2 separate regions of the Arachis hypogaea genome follow, and region 2 is linked to region 1. A link is a contact called in public Hi-C data. All regions are on one chromosome and are shown on one strand. The core of a region is the stretch at or near the end of the contact, and the rest is flanking DNA. Distances in the headings are between cores, read along the strand shown.

Region 1 (6,743 bases), core at 1,135-3,634:
ATTGATGAGGAAGGTGTGGGGTCACTTATATCAGAACTTGTGAAAGGTGTAAATGAGCCAAAGCTGCTTTGGTTTTCACACAAGAACAGTTTTTTTGTCAAATAATAAATTTTGACTTTTTCTTTTATTGTAGCTTTGATGATGTGTATGTTGTATTTTTCAAATAATAAATTTTATTTTTTTGTTGACAAATATGATGAAAATTTATGTATGTTGGATTGGTTAATTTAAAATTATATAAAAAAATTTTCATTATTTAAATTAGTCATTTAAACTATGATTTAAAATTATATATCAATTTTGCAATGTTTAATTAGGAAGATTCATAAACAGGTATAGCCATAAGTATTTTGATCCAACTTATAGTCATATTTTTGGCTATTGGCACGCTTTTTAAGCGTAGCCATATCTTTTCGTAATCATCAACAGCCACGCTTAAAAAGCGTAGCCATATCTTTCCCTATCGGCACGCTTTTAAAGTGTAGCCAAAATCACTCCACTGGGCACGCTTCTAAAAGCGTGGCGATATGTACACTTTTCGGTACGCTTCTCAAGCGTAGCAAGAGATGAAAGCGTGCCGATAGATCCACAAAAGCGTGGCGATAGAGCAACTGGCACGCTTGCGGATGTGGCCCTTTTAAAAGCGTGTCAATAGCTAAAAAAGCGTGGTGAAAAGTTATCGGCACGCTTTTTTATACTTTTCGACATACTTTAAAAGCGTGGCAGAAAATTTATTTTCTCGTAGTGTTTGCAATGAATTAATCATTAACCTGTCAAGTTAGAGAATACCGTGGAAAAAAAAAAGTATAATAAAAAATTAAGGATCACTTATTATTTGAAGAATTATTCAAACATTCAATCCTAGAGGAGACATAGGGTTTGAAATTGATAAAAGTGTATGTTCCACTGTATTAATATCACATTATATCAAAGACATCTAATTTAAATGGATCATTTATTTAATTTTATAATTTTTTTAATAAACTAATAACCTTAGAAAATAACATGAAGTGACGACACGTAGCAGGATACAACTGGGTTGTATATTGATGTAAATAGATAGTTGTAAGTAAATAGATGTATCTATGTTTTTAATAATCAACTTACATGTCTAGAGAGCCGAGTTCTAGAGACTAGAATGACTGACATTTGGTTTTTTCATGTTTTTGGCCAGCACATTTGGTTTGTATTTTAATTTTTTATGTTTCTTTTATTTTTGAATTTTGTAAAAAAAAAAAGTAAAATAAAAAAATAAAAATAAAAAATAAAATTTTATTATTTTTACTGTTTTTATTTTTTTTCATAAAATTTAAAAAATAAAAAAGACTCAAAATAAAAACGCAAACCAAACTTATATTTATTTATTTTTTTAGTTGGAAACGTTCAATACTACAAAAGGGGCTTTTTACCCTATTATTTGGTAGATTGGCCTGGTCCTAGCGTTATGGCATCAATTGGGCTTGAAAATTCTTTAGTAAAGCGTTTACTGGCCTAAAATATATAGCCATATTTTACCAAAAAAAAAAAAATATATATATATAGCCATATTGAGCCTTAAAAACAATTTCCCCATTGATTTAAGGGTTACAAACTAGGACCAAAAATATAAACAGTTACAAACAAAAATTATATCACTCACAGTCTCAGCCATATCAAAAAAAAAAAGATACTCCTCTTCCGTCAGCCAAGAGAGTCCATTCCCAATGACAAACTCCGATTCATTAACACCACAATCCCAACTCATAAATAAAAATGCGTTTTCTCCAAAAATAAAAAAACCCATAAAAATGCGTTTGAGTGTTCAGACTTCAGACAAAAAGAGGCGCTTGAGAGTTTATCAAACAACAACAACAATAATAATAATAATAATAATAATAATAATAATAATAATAATAATAATAATAATAAATAAATAAATAAATAAATAAATAAAAGATTATTCATTCAGTCAAAGTTTCTTATTTGCGTAACCATAATCATTTGTCTTGTATCGTTTACAAATTATAAATGTAAATATGTAATAAATCCTACAAAGATAACTTCAAAGTCACAATTGACAAAAAGATGTTAAAAAAGAGAACATGACATTAACTATATCTTCTTTTTCTCTCACTATCTGTTAGACCTAATTTCATCATCATCATCCATCTATATAAAAACTTGGAAATAAATCTTGCAAATATATATTATGTTCACCACACCACCAACAATAACTACTACTACTCCTCACAAGTCACAAATCCCACACCAAACAAATACAAATTTAAAAAAATCACAAAATAGCCAAATTGCTAATCAAAATCACCCCTTTGTGAAAAGTCGAAGAACCAAACACGTTCGTTATTAATACAGCCCAACACAAAAGGTCTTGCCCTAATTTTTCATCTCATATTATAGATTATAGATAAAACGATTAACCGCTAACAGGCGGTAAACACAGGAATTGGTAACCGGATAAAGAAGGTCAAATATTACTACCGCCACACCCCTTATGTTTTCTTTTTATTTTTTTCCCCGTGTTTTTTCTTTTATATATATCACATTGTGAACTTCTATTTGTTTGGTTTCTATTTTCTTCGTTCTCTCGTTTATTTTCTTTTCTCTTCTCTCAGTTCTGTTTGTTTGCCCAGAAAATCTTAAGAGAGAAAATAAAATTCTCTACTTCGAATTTCAAACTCTGAGGAAAACACTGCTCAACAAAAGCCTTCGTTTTTCCTTTTAGCCTTCTCCAACGTAACGAGTTTACTCCTCGAAGAATCACCGAGGCTCAGAAGAAGCATTCATTCGCTCAAAGCTTTTCCGATATTTATCTTCTTTTATTTTTTTTTTTCGATTTTTTCTATCTGCTGCTTCGAGACTCGACGATCACTGTGTAAATTCTCTGCTTCCTCCGTTTGAATTCGTCGCTTACGTTGCTTTGCATTGAAGTTAATGCGAATTTTCGCTTTTTCTGATTCTTTTTCTATTCTATTGTAGGATTTGGCTCCTCCTTGGTGATCTCTTCGAGAAGGTTGGAATTCTCTTGCTCCAACGTTAATCCGCAGATCTGCGGTGTGTGCTGGAATGAGAAGCTCAGGGTTGAAGGAATTTGAATTGTAATCGAAGTATCAGAAGCATGATTTGGTGCTGATTGCTGAAGAGACTGTGCTCTTGTGTTTGGGTGTTTTTTCAATTTCATGGTTTATTGAATAGGAATGAAGAGGTCTAGGGACGATATTTTCGCGAGTCCTCAACTTAAACGGCCTATAGTGTCTTCTCGAGAAGAAGCGTAAGTTGTTGGTTTTCGTTCTCATCTTCAACTTTTCCTGTGTTTTGAACTGTACTTGTGTTTTTGTTTGTGCTTTGATCAAGTAATTGCATCTTCGACTTAGTAATGGAGCTTCCCGAGTTTTTACTGCGGTGAAAAGTTTTACTAGTGCCCTCGTGTGTAACCCGGGAAGTCTAGATGATCAATCTTTAGCAAAGCTGTCTCTTTTTTGGTAAATTTTTTGGGTTTTGATGTTTTGACCTAATAAAATGAGATCGGATATTTGTTATCTGCAATCCTGAGTAAATTCTTCTTTTAATGGGTAAATTTGTATTTTTCATGGAAAAAAATTACTTTCAGTTTCTTAAGGTTTTGATTGTCATGTATGATCATGTGCTAGAAATTGGGAATACTGTGTCGTTGGTTTATCAATTGTCTAATTGTATTTTGGAATATTTTCGAACGAAGGTCCGGGCAACCCCAGATGATGAATGGAGGTGCTGTTGCTCAGAAGCTGACTACAAATGATGCATTGGCATATCTCAAGGCAGTAAAGGATATATTTCAGGATAAGAGGGACAAGTATGATGACTTTTTGGAAGTCATGAAAGATTTTAAGGCTCAAAGGTTTGATCATGTCGTACCACATTGTTGGCATGCTCCTCCGAATGTCTTTTTGTATTATATTGGGGGAGGGGGATACTGTTTTTGCCAGTGGAAACTGACTTGTGTCTGCTTTTGATACTTGTAGAGTTGATACTGCAGGCGTGATAGCAAGGGTTAAACAGCTCTTTAAAGGGCACAGAGACTTGCTTTTGGGATTCAACACCTTCTTGCCAAGGGGTTATGAAATCACACTTCCACTGGAGGATGAACAACCTGCCCCAAAGAAGCCTGTTGAATTTGAAGAAGCGATTAATTTTGTGAACAAAATTAAGGTAAAATGTTCTTGGGCCTGATTGGTTTTCTAATACAGACTCAGTTTCAATACAGAATGGGCAGTTCTAGTTGAATCTAATTCATCATTTTCATTCAGACCCGGTTTCAAGGTGATGATCGTGTTTACAAGTCATTTCTGGACATATTAAATATGTACAGAAAGGAAAGCAAGTCTATAACAGAGGTCTACCAGGAGGTTTGTTTTGTCTATGCATGTGTTATTATGTTATAGCTAGGAAAATTGTTATATTTATCTTCCTATGTCATTTATATTAGTCTTAATATTTCGTTTGACGTTCATTTCAATCATATTTTGGACTTCTTCAGGTTGCTGCACTTTTCCAAGAGCATCCGGATCTTCTTGATGAGTTTACTCATTTTCTCCCGGACACTTCCTCAGCAGCCTCTGCTCATTATATTTCTGCTAGAAATTCTATGCTACGTGATAGGAGCTCTGCAATGCCAACTGTACGGCAAATGCATGTTGAGAAGGTTTATCTCCATATTTTTCTGTCCTTCTTGGTAGTATAAAATGAGATGCTAAGTCAAGGTGCCTGGAGGTTTCAGCACCTTTTGGTGGCTGCATTATTGCCCCTTCCATGAGATGCACGCTTCTAGTGTATTATTGTTCAGGCAACATACCTGTAGCACTTAATGATAGCTGTAGAAAGTTTAAAAAATCCATCCCTCTAACTTGCTATGATGTTACATTGGGTAAAATATTATGTTGTTGAGAAGTAACTATTTCTGGGTCATAAGGAATTTTACGGCTAGCAGTTTAGGGTTTTGTAAATTGAACATTGCAGTTGTTACTTTTACTTAGGATGTTATGCTCACGTAGTTATAAGTCTTTGGCTGATCTTTCTCCAAGGCATTAAAACCCTGAAGCCTTAAAGTAGCCTTTTGTCTTTTACTATCTTGGTGACTCTGGTCCCACTGATTGCATGTTTGGTTATCAAGCTTACATTCTACTTATCTTGTGTGCCAGAGAGAAAGGACTATGACCTCACATGGTGATCGTGACCTCAGTGTTGACCGTCCCGACCCTGATAATGACAGAGGTTTGATGAGGGCAGAAAAGGATCAGAGGAGACGTCTAGAGAAGGATAAGGAACGCAGAGAGGATAGGAGAGAACGTGACAGAGACGATAGAGATTATGAGCATGATGGTGGTCGAGATAGGGAAAGGTTCTCCCATAAACGGAAATCTGATCGTAGGGCTGAAGACTCTGGAGCTGAACCATTGCTTGATGATGAAAATATTGGTATGCGCCCTATGCCATCCACTTGTGATGAAAGAAATACTCTGAAAAGTGAGTATGTTGTCAACATTTTGATCCTGAATCTACTGGTTTTTTTGTTATATTTGTTACCTTTTCCAACCAATGCTATGATATACATTATTTAAACAGTGGAAACATATGCTTTTATGTTTGGTTGAAAATAAATAAATTGATAAAATAAGAAAAAGGCGTCAAAAGTGAAACTTCATTACAGCAACTAATGCAAAATGTTTCTCATCACTATTCTACTGCATATATTGCTAAAGTTTATAAAAAAAGAAGAGTATGGTGTCTCTTGTTGATAGGGTTATCTGTATTGAAGAAGTGTTAAAATTTTTCCATTTATGAGATGATTTCATAATCAATTGTCCTTGTTATAAGGGAAAAATAAATTTATTTCAACTTCTTGTTTGTCTTCTATCTTTTGTTGCATAAAACTTTTAACATCTTATTTTCCTTTAGCAGTTTTTTACTTATGTCAAATTTCATTATCTCAGGCATGTATAGCCAGGAGCTTGCTTTCTGTGAAAAGGTCAAAGAGAAATTACGAAATCCTGATGACTACCAAGAATTTTTGAAGTGTTTGCATATTTACAGCAGGGAAATAATTACCAGACATGAATTGCAGTCATTGGTATGGCTTATTATTAATTTTTCTTGTCATCCGGTTTACTGATTTCATTGTCGGATTCTATAAATGCATGTCTTTTATTTAATCTTGCTTTGTTGGTTTAGCTGGATGTGGGCATTTACCGTTATTCCCTAAATAAAATATGTTAAAATATGGAAAAAAAGGGATATCCTCCTATATCATTGGTGTTTAAAATTGAGTTTATTTGCATGCATTCAATTTGGATTATATTTGGGTCAGCCAGAGTTTAGTTTGGGCCAGAATAGCCTATGCTCTATGGAGCCTACAAGCCAATGCGGCCAATTTCAAGGAATGAGGGTGTCAGCTAATGAGAATAGGCATTCAGGTAATTTAAGGCAAGACCAATTTCTCAATGCGATACTGTCATGTCTTATATTAAGCAATAGATTGAAGGAGGATCATTTTGGATGGTACATTTGGAGGATCTAATGGAATGAAGGACTTAAAGTGTGTTTTGAGAAATATGAAATGGCTAAAATGGGGGTATTGTGTTGGCATACTAGTATGCTTTAAATGCTGCAGAGGCCATCATAATCATACTTGCAGCAAGTATATGGATAAAATCAGAAACCAGAAACAACAGAATAGCCAATTTCCTTTTCATTATGCCAAAGCAGCAGCT
Region 2 (6,299 bases), core at 3,084-5,583, 110 kb before region 1:
ATCTTTTAATTATGAGAAAATTCCACTTTCCTTTTTTTGTCAGATGCTAAAATGACATTCTCCTCCCCTCCTATTTATAAAATGTACATTCTTCTCTCTTATAACTTTTAAAAATTTTCTCTTTAATTTATTTTAAATTTTTTGTGTTAATTAATATTAACTTTATCTATTTCTCCAGAAAAAATAAATTATTTTTTACAAAAATACTCTTTAACAAAAATTTTATTTTTTTGTCATTAAATTTTACTTACCAAAATACCCTTTAATAAATTATTTTTTATTGATTGAATTGTATTTTTACCAAAATATTTTTTAAAATAATTTAATAATTAAATTATTTTTTTAAGATACCCTTCAATAATTTTTTAATTATTAAATTATAATTTTACCAAAATTTTTGTTAATAATTTTTTTATATTTTATTATTAATTTTTTCGATTTTAATGTATATTATTTTAACATTAAATAAAAAATTTTACCATTATTAATATATATAACAATTAATATATATTGATATTGAAAAATAATCTTACTAAGATTTTTTTAATATTAAAATAATATATATTGATATCAAAAAATTAATAGTAAAATATAAAAAAATTGTTAACAAAAATTTTGATAAAATCATAATTTAATAATTAAAAAATTATTGAGGGTATCTTAGAAAAAAATAATTTAATTATTAATTTTTTAAAAAAATATTTTGGTAAAAATACAATTTAATCAATAAAAAATAATTTATTAAAAGGTATTTCGGTAAGCAAAATTTAATGACAAAAAATAAAATTTTTGCTAAAGGGTATTTTTGTAACAAGTTTTTTTTTTTTTTTTTTGAGAAATGGATAAAGTTAACATTAGTTAACACAAAAAATTTAAAATGGATTAAAGAGGAGGTTTTTTAAAAGTTATAAGGAAAGAGAGTGTACATTTAATAAATAGAGGGAAGTGTCATTTTAGCATCTCGCAAGGGAGCGGAGTGGAATTTTTTCTTTAATTATTTATTCTCTACAAAACAATCAAAATGGAAGCAACGAAATCACTTCACAGATCCCATAGTTGTACTTACATTTATCCTCAACTCCACGCGTCAATATCTGGCCATGACACCACATGTAAGTATATGATGCTTATAACCACCATCAGCATCTCTCAATTGTATTAGGTTAGTTTAGATCCTGGAATAGAATTAGTTATGCTTTTTCCATTATAATCACTAATGCAAATTTTACTTTTCTCTCATTCTAAGCTCACATCAGAGCTTTAATTTCTCATCAAAAAATCTGTAGCTCAGAATAAAATTTCAATAAGAAACTCCAATTTCTACATGTATTCAGTCTCAGGCACTAATTCCTTAGACAGAGTTTATGGAGTCTTCATGGTACACTCACTGCTTGCTTCACCTGTAATTTTATTCAACAACACAAAATCTTTCACTTTTATTTTATATTACCGAATTTGTTACCTGATTTGGCCAATGAGCTAGGGAAAATGACAAGTAATATGCAACAAAATTGTTAAAATTAAATATCTGCAAATTACAAGAGGTTCAAGGCATCGTATTTGCAAAAGTTTGTAGTCTATGTATGTACATTACAGTAAAATAATGCTGTTAGCATTATATGGTGATAGTGATAGTGATACTTATTATTTTTGTTTTGTTGCTCTTTTACAGGATATTTTAGGACTGTGCATGAATCTAATGTGCAATATTTCGTGAGCATAGCTTACACACAATGACTTGATATGATCCTACGACAGTAATATGTTTCGGCTTTTGATAATGGATATCATAGAGACCTTATGATCACAAACCTAGCAGAGTGCATCAATAAAATATTGAAATGGTGCGTAATCTCCCTATCAAATCACTGGTCAAGGCAACTTTTTAGAGATTAAATGAATTTTTCACTAAGAAGAGATGGAGGCTGAGACTCAAAGGAATGTAGGACGTGTATTTTCTGAATGTAACTAACATACATCAATCAAATTAGCAAGCAGTTGGAGAACATTCATGCTAACTTATTTGATAGGTAAAATGAGATTTTTGAGGCATGCGAGATGTCCAGTGGTGCGGAGTATGTGGTGAATTCCGTCAACGGATTGTGACACAGTTTAGGCCATTGAAGAACCCAGCAACATAGTCGATGTATCAAGGACCACGATACATACCTAATCCACACTTGAAGCAAGTGTCCAAAGTTATCCTAAAATAACCCACTTCTTGAACGAAATGGATATGCTTGGTCCTAGTCGTTGCAGGCTTTGCCGAGACGAGCGTCATAATCGAAGTAGATGCCTTCATCGTGCCGAATCAGGTGTTGGCGGCTTTGCACCTAATAATTCTTAACAAATTTACCTATTATTTAGTTGTTGTATTAGAGTATGTACAACTTTATAAATTGGCTTATCTACTAAATTTTGCTTGCATAGTGTAAAATCTAATTCTAATTGCAGTTAAATCCATAATAAACTTATAAAAATTACAATAATAATTTTTTAATAAAAGGTGAACAACAATTATAAAAATTACTTGTTAAATGTCTTTTTCACAAAAATATTTATATTTAAATTTAAAATATATTTAAATATTTTAAACATATTTATTAATACATATTTGAATATATATTCAAATATATTTAAACATTTAAATATATATTTAATTATTATATTATTTAATATACCAAATTCAAACATTAGTGTACATATAACAAAGAATCAATAATTAATGCCAATCACTAATTAATACAAACATCATGGATCTAAACATATAATATAAGTATACTCTCTAATTATATATATAGAGTAAAGTATCATTTTTGTCCCTAACATTTGGGGTAAGTCTTAAAGTTGTCCCTAACATTTAAATCGTCCTTTTTAAATTTCTAATATTTTAAAATTGACTTAGTGTTGTTCTGCCGTTAGGGATCTGTTAACAGAATTGATGGCGGGATAAAATTGAGACGATTTTAAAACGTTAGGAATTTAAATAGGACGAATACGTTGGAGACAAAAACGATACATAGAAATAAATTTTAATTTTATCTTTCAATAATATCAATTTTTTATGGTACATAGTTATTCAATTATTTTTTTATTTAATTACTCTGTTGGTCTCTATATTTTTGCGAAATTTTCAATTAGGTTCTATACTTTTTTTCTTTTTAATTGGTCCTTCCACTAATTTTTTTTAATTAGGTCCCTCTTAGCAGTAATTTGCTTAATTTTATAGGGACCCAACTAGAAAAAAGATTGGTGCAGGGACTCAAATAAAAGAAAAAAAGTGTAGGGATCCAATTAAAAAAAATTGGTGCAAGGACTCAATTAAAAGGAAAAAAGTACAAGAACCTAATTAAAAATTTTGTAAAACTATAGAGACCAACAGAGTAATTAAATCTTATTTTTTAATCACATCTAAGTAAATTACACTTAATTACATTACTTTTTAGAAAATTTATTTTTTTATAATTTTTCTCTTAAAGATGTTTACTCATCATGAAATGTTTGTAGAATGATTAGTATATAAACTTGCAGAAAAAATGATATATATACAATAAAGTAATGTGATTCTAGTAATTTTACAAACATTTCATGATGAGTAAAAATTTTTAAGAGCGACATTATAAAAAAAATAAATTTATTTAGAATAAAAGTAATGTGATTAAGTATAATTTACTTAGATGTGATTAAAAAATAATTGAATAACTATGTACCGTAAAAAATTGTTATTATTGAAGGATAAAATTAAATTTTAATTCTATGTATCGTTTTTGTCCCGAATATTTTCGTCATATTTAAGTCCCTAACGTGTTAAAATCGTCTCAATTTTGTCCCGCTGTCAATTCTGTTAACAGATCCCTTACGGCGGGACAACATTGAGTCAATTTTAAAACGTTAGGGACAACTTTAGAACTTATCCCAAATGTTAGGAATAAAAACGATACTTTACTCTATATATATATACTATTAGTTTTTCTAGCTAGTAATTAACACTAATTTAAATAATAACTACAAATATGATTATTTTTTTTACTTCAGATTACAAAAAATCATAACTAATGTACTAATTATATCACTATCTTAAAAATAACTTGTTAATTTTTTGAGTTTTTGGAGCATTACTGCTTTTTGATATTGCTGTTGATGATAGTTAAATAGAAAAAGAAAAGGCATGATTGTGAAAGGGTGAAAGGAAAGTGAGAGTAAGAGAGATGAACTGAAATTGAAATTGAAATGAGAGTGAGAGTTCGGTTTTTGGAGAGAGATGGTGGACTGGCATTGAATTCACGGATTTGTAGGGCAGCGACATGTGTCGCGCATACAGGCAATACACGAGTACATAATCAGTGTATTGTCACCAATATGCTCCTTGCGTATTATCAGCAATACGCTCCTTATGTATTATACAACCTTAAAATGGTACTTCCAGATCTGTGTGAAACATCGCTTGTTACAATAGCAGTGTTAAAATAAACAAATGACAATAATAATGTATATTATTACTCCCACATTTAAAAAAATTTATTTATGTGCGATAAAATTTATGTTATTAGATTGTAATATAATAATAAAAGTTATTGTATTATATAAATTTAATATATTGAGACTGAAAAAATCTACTATGATAAAAAATTAAACAAAAAATTAATAACATAATCTAATTAGCTAGTTATCTAAAACCAATCATAGGTTCTCAAATATAAATGAAAATATTAGTATTTTGTAATTTTTTGTAAAAGTTGATTATTTTATTTAGTTTAATTTTAATTTTACATATATAATAATTATTTTCATCGAAAATTTTTTGCCATAAATATTATAGTGCGTCAATTTTGCAATGAAATAGAAAAAGTTGTTGAATAATTCTTTTAATAAAAAGAGAGATATTATCTATACTTATACATAGAGAGAATCATAATTGTTTGATTTAAAATTTTGTCTTTTTTACGATTTTTATATCTTCCTTATACAATTATTGTCAAGAATAGAAGTTAGTCCATTCGAGTTATATTCTTAATAAATTCTTTTACAAAATGCTAGTATTAATAATAAACATATTATGCAACATTGCTAAACCTTGAAACAAAAAAAAATTAAATTAATATATTTTTTATGTGTTAATCAAATCATTAAAAATTTTATTAATATACTTTGAATTATAGATGTCTGTATATTTAAAATTTTTTATTATTGTTGTCCTCACTATAAAAATTTTCTGCGCTAATTATTGTTGGCGAGTGATAGTGTCAAAAAAATCGAAACATAGGGAAAAGAAACGGTAGGAGAGGAAAAATAGTTTGTGTGCCAGAAACAAAATGATTCTGACTATAAACATCTTTACAATTACTAACATAAATGTTTTTGACTACCATCCACTAATTAGGGAATGGATCCTTCTAATTTTTTTTAATTGAGGGAATAAAGTGTGATCTCTAACTCTTTAATACTTTTTTTCTGATATTTTTTCTTGGTCCCACTTATAAAAATAATAGTGAAAGATCACACTTTATTCTTTCAAGTGATAAAAAAATTGAGTGGATTCAAACCCCACTAATTACTAACTACAATCTAACATCGTTATTAGTACATTTATTCTAATTGGAAGCTTTGAGTCTTAGCTCAAAAGGTATCAGAGTCAGTGAGGATATGAAAAAATGAAAAAGAGTTTGTAAGAGAGAATGTTCATCCGTTGGGCACGGAACAGTGTGAGGAGTTGAAATATGTGGTCGACAACGAGTAATAATATTGAAAAAAGGTCTCAAATGGAGTAAAATAGCACTATAGGACAGGAAAAAATTACTTATGTGTCGAATTTCTCATAAAAAAAGTGAACCTAAATTCTTGATACTATGTTAAAACTTAAGAGAGAAGACTAAAGAAATGAATTTGTGTAATGAATGGTTGTGTTGATACAAAATAAAATTGCCAAAACAACATAAAATTCTAAATTTTATGACCATCCACTCGGAACATGGCAGAAAAGGGGTGGCAAAAATGAGTTAGGCAATAAAAGAAAGGGAAACAAGCAACTCACAACTAAAAAGAAATGAAGGGAACAAAGAGTGCTTACGTGTCAAGATCATTTTTCTATTGTGAGTCCTCGAAGTATGGCTGAGGAGACTGAGGAGCAAAAATCAAATCTCACGGATACTGGCAAGTGCACCGGATCGTTCAAGTAATACCACAGTAAGTGGATATTGTTTCCATGAGGATTAAAGGATTGAGCAAGCAATTATAATATTAAATACCTAATTAGATTAAAAGAACCTAGATTGATGAGAGCAAGATTGTGTCTTGTTGAG

Evidence for each region. Hi-C and Micro-C count contacts between places; a contact is called where the count stands out from the background.
Region 2: a Hi-C map of leaf shows a contact between it and region 1, with 2.8 times the contacts expected there. The contact joins the enhancer-like site here to the promoter of LOC112750111 in region 1. A contact is called at or near these places in 2 of 8 Hi-C or Micro-C datasets (both in leaf).

Annotation. Positions count from the first base shown.
Region 1 is chr15:30,779,827-30,786,569 of arahy.Tifrunner.gnm2.J5K5, reverse strand. It overlaps LOC112750111 (paired amphipathic helix protein Sin3-like 4), which reads left to right and starts at 2,384. Exons shown (of 24, transcript XM_025798665.3): 1 at 2,384-2,872; 2 at 2,977-3,268; 3 at 3,716-3,874; 4 at 3,999-4,185; 5 at 4,284-4,382; 6 at 4,514-4,678; 7 at 5,175-5,499; 8 at 5,967-6,103. The coding sequence starts at 3,195.
Region 2 is chr15:30,893,700-30,899,998 of arahy.Tifrunner.gnm2.J5K5, reverse strand. No RefSeq gene overlaps it. Among protein-coding and RNA genes, the nearest start is that of LOC112750112, 25 kb to the right of the region's middle. Within about 2 kb of position 4,333, at least 1 of the 3 cell types and tissues checked has open chromatin away from gene starts, as enhancers often do.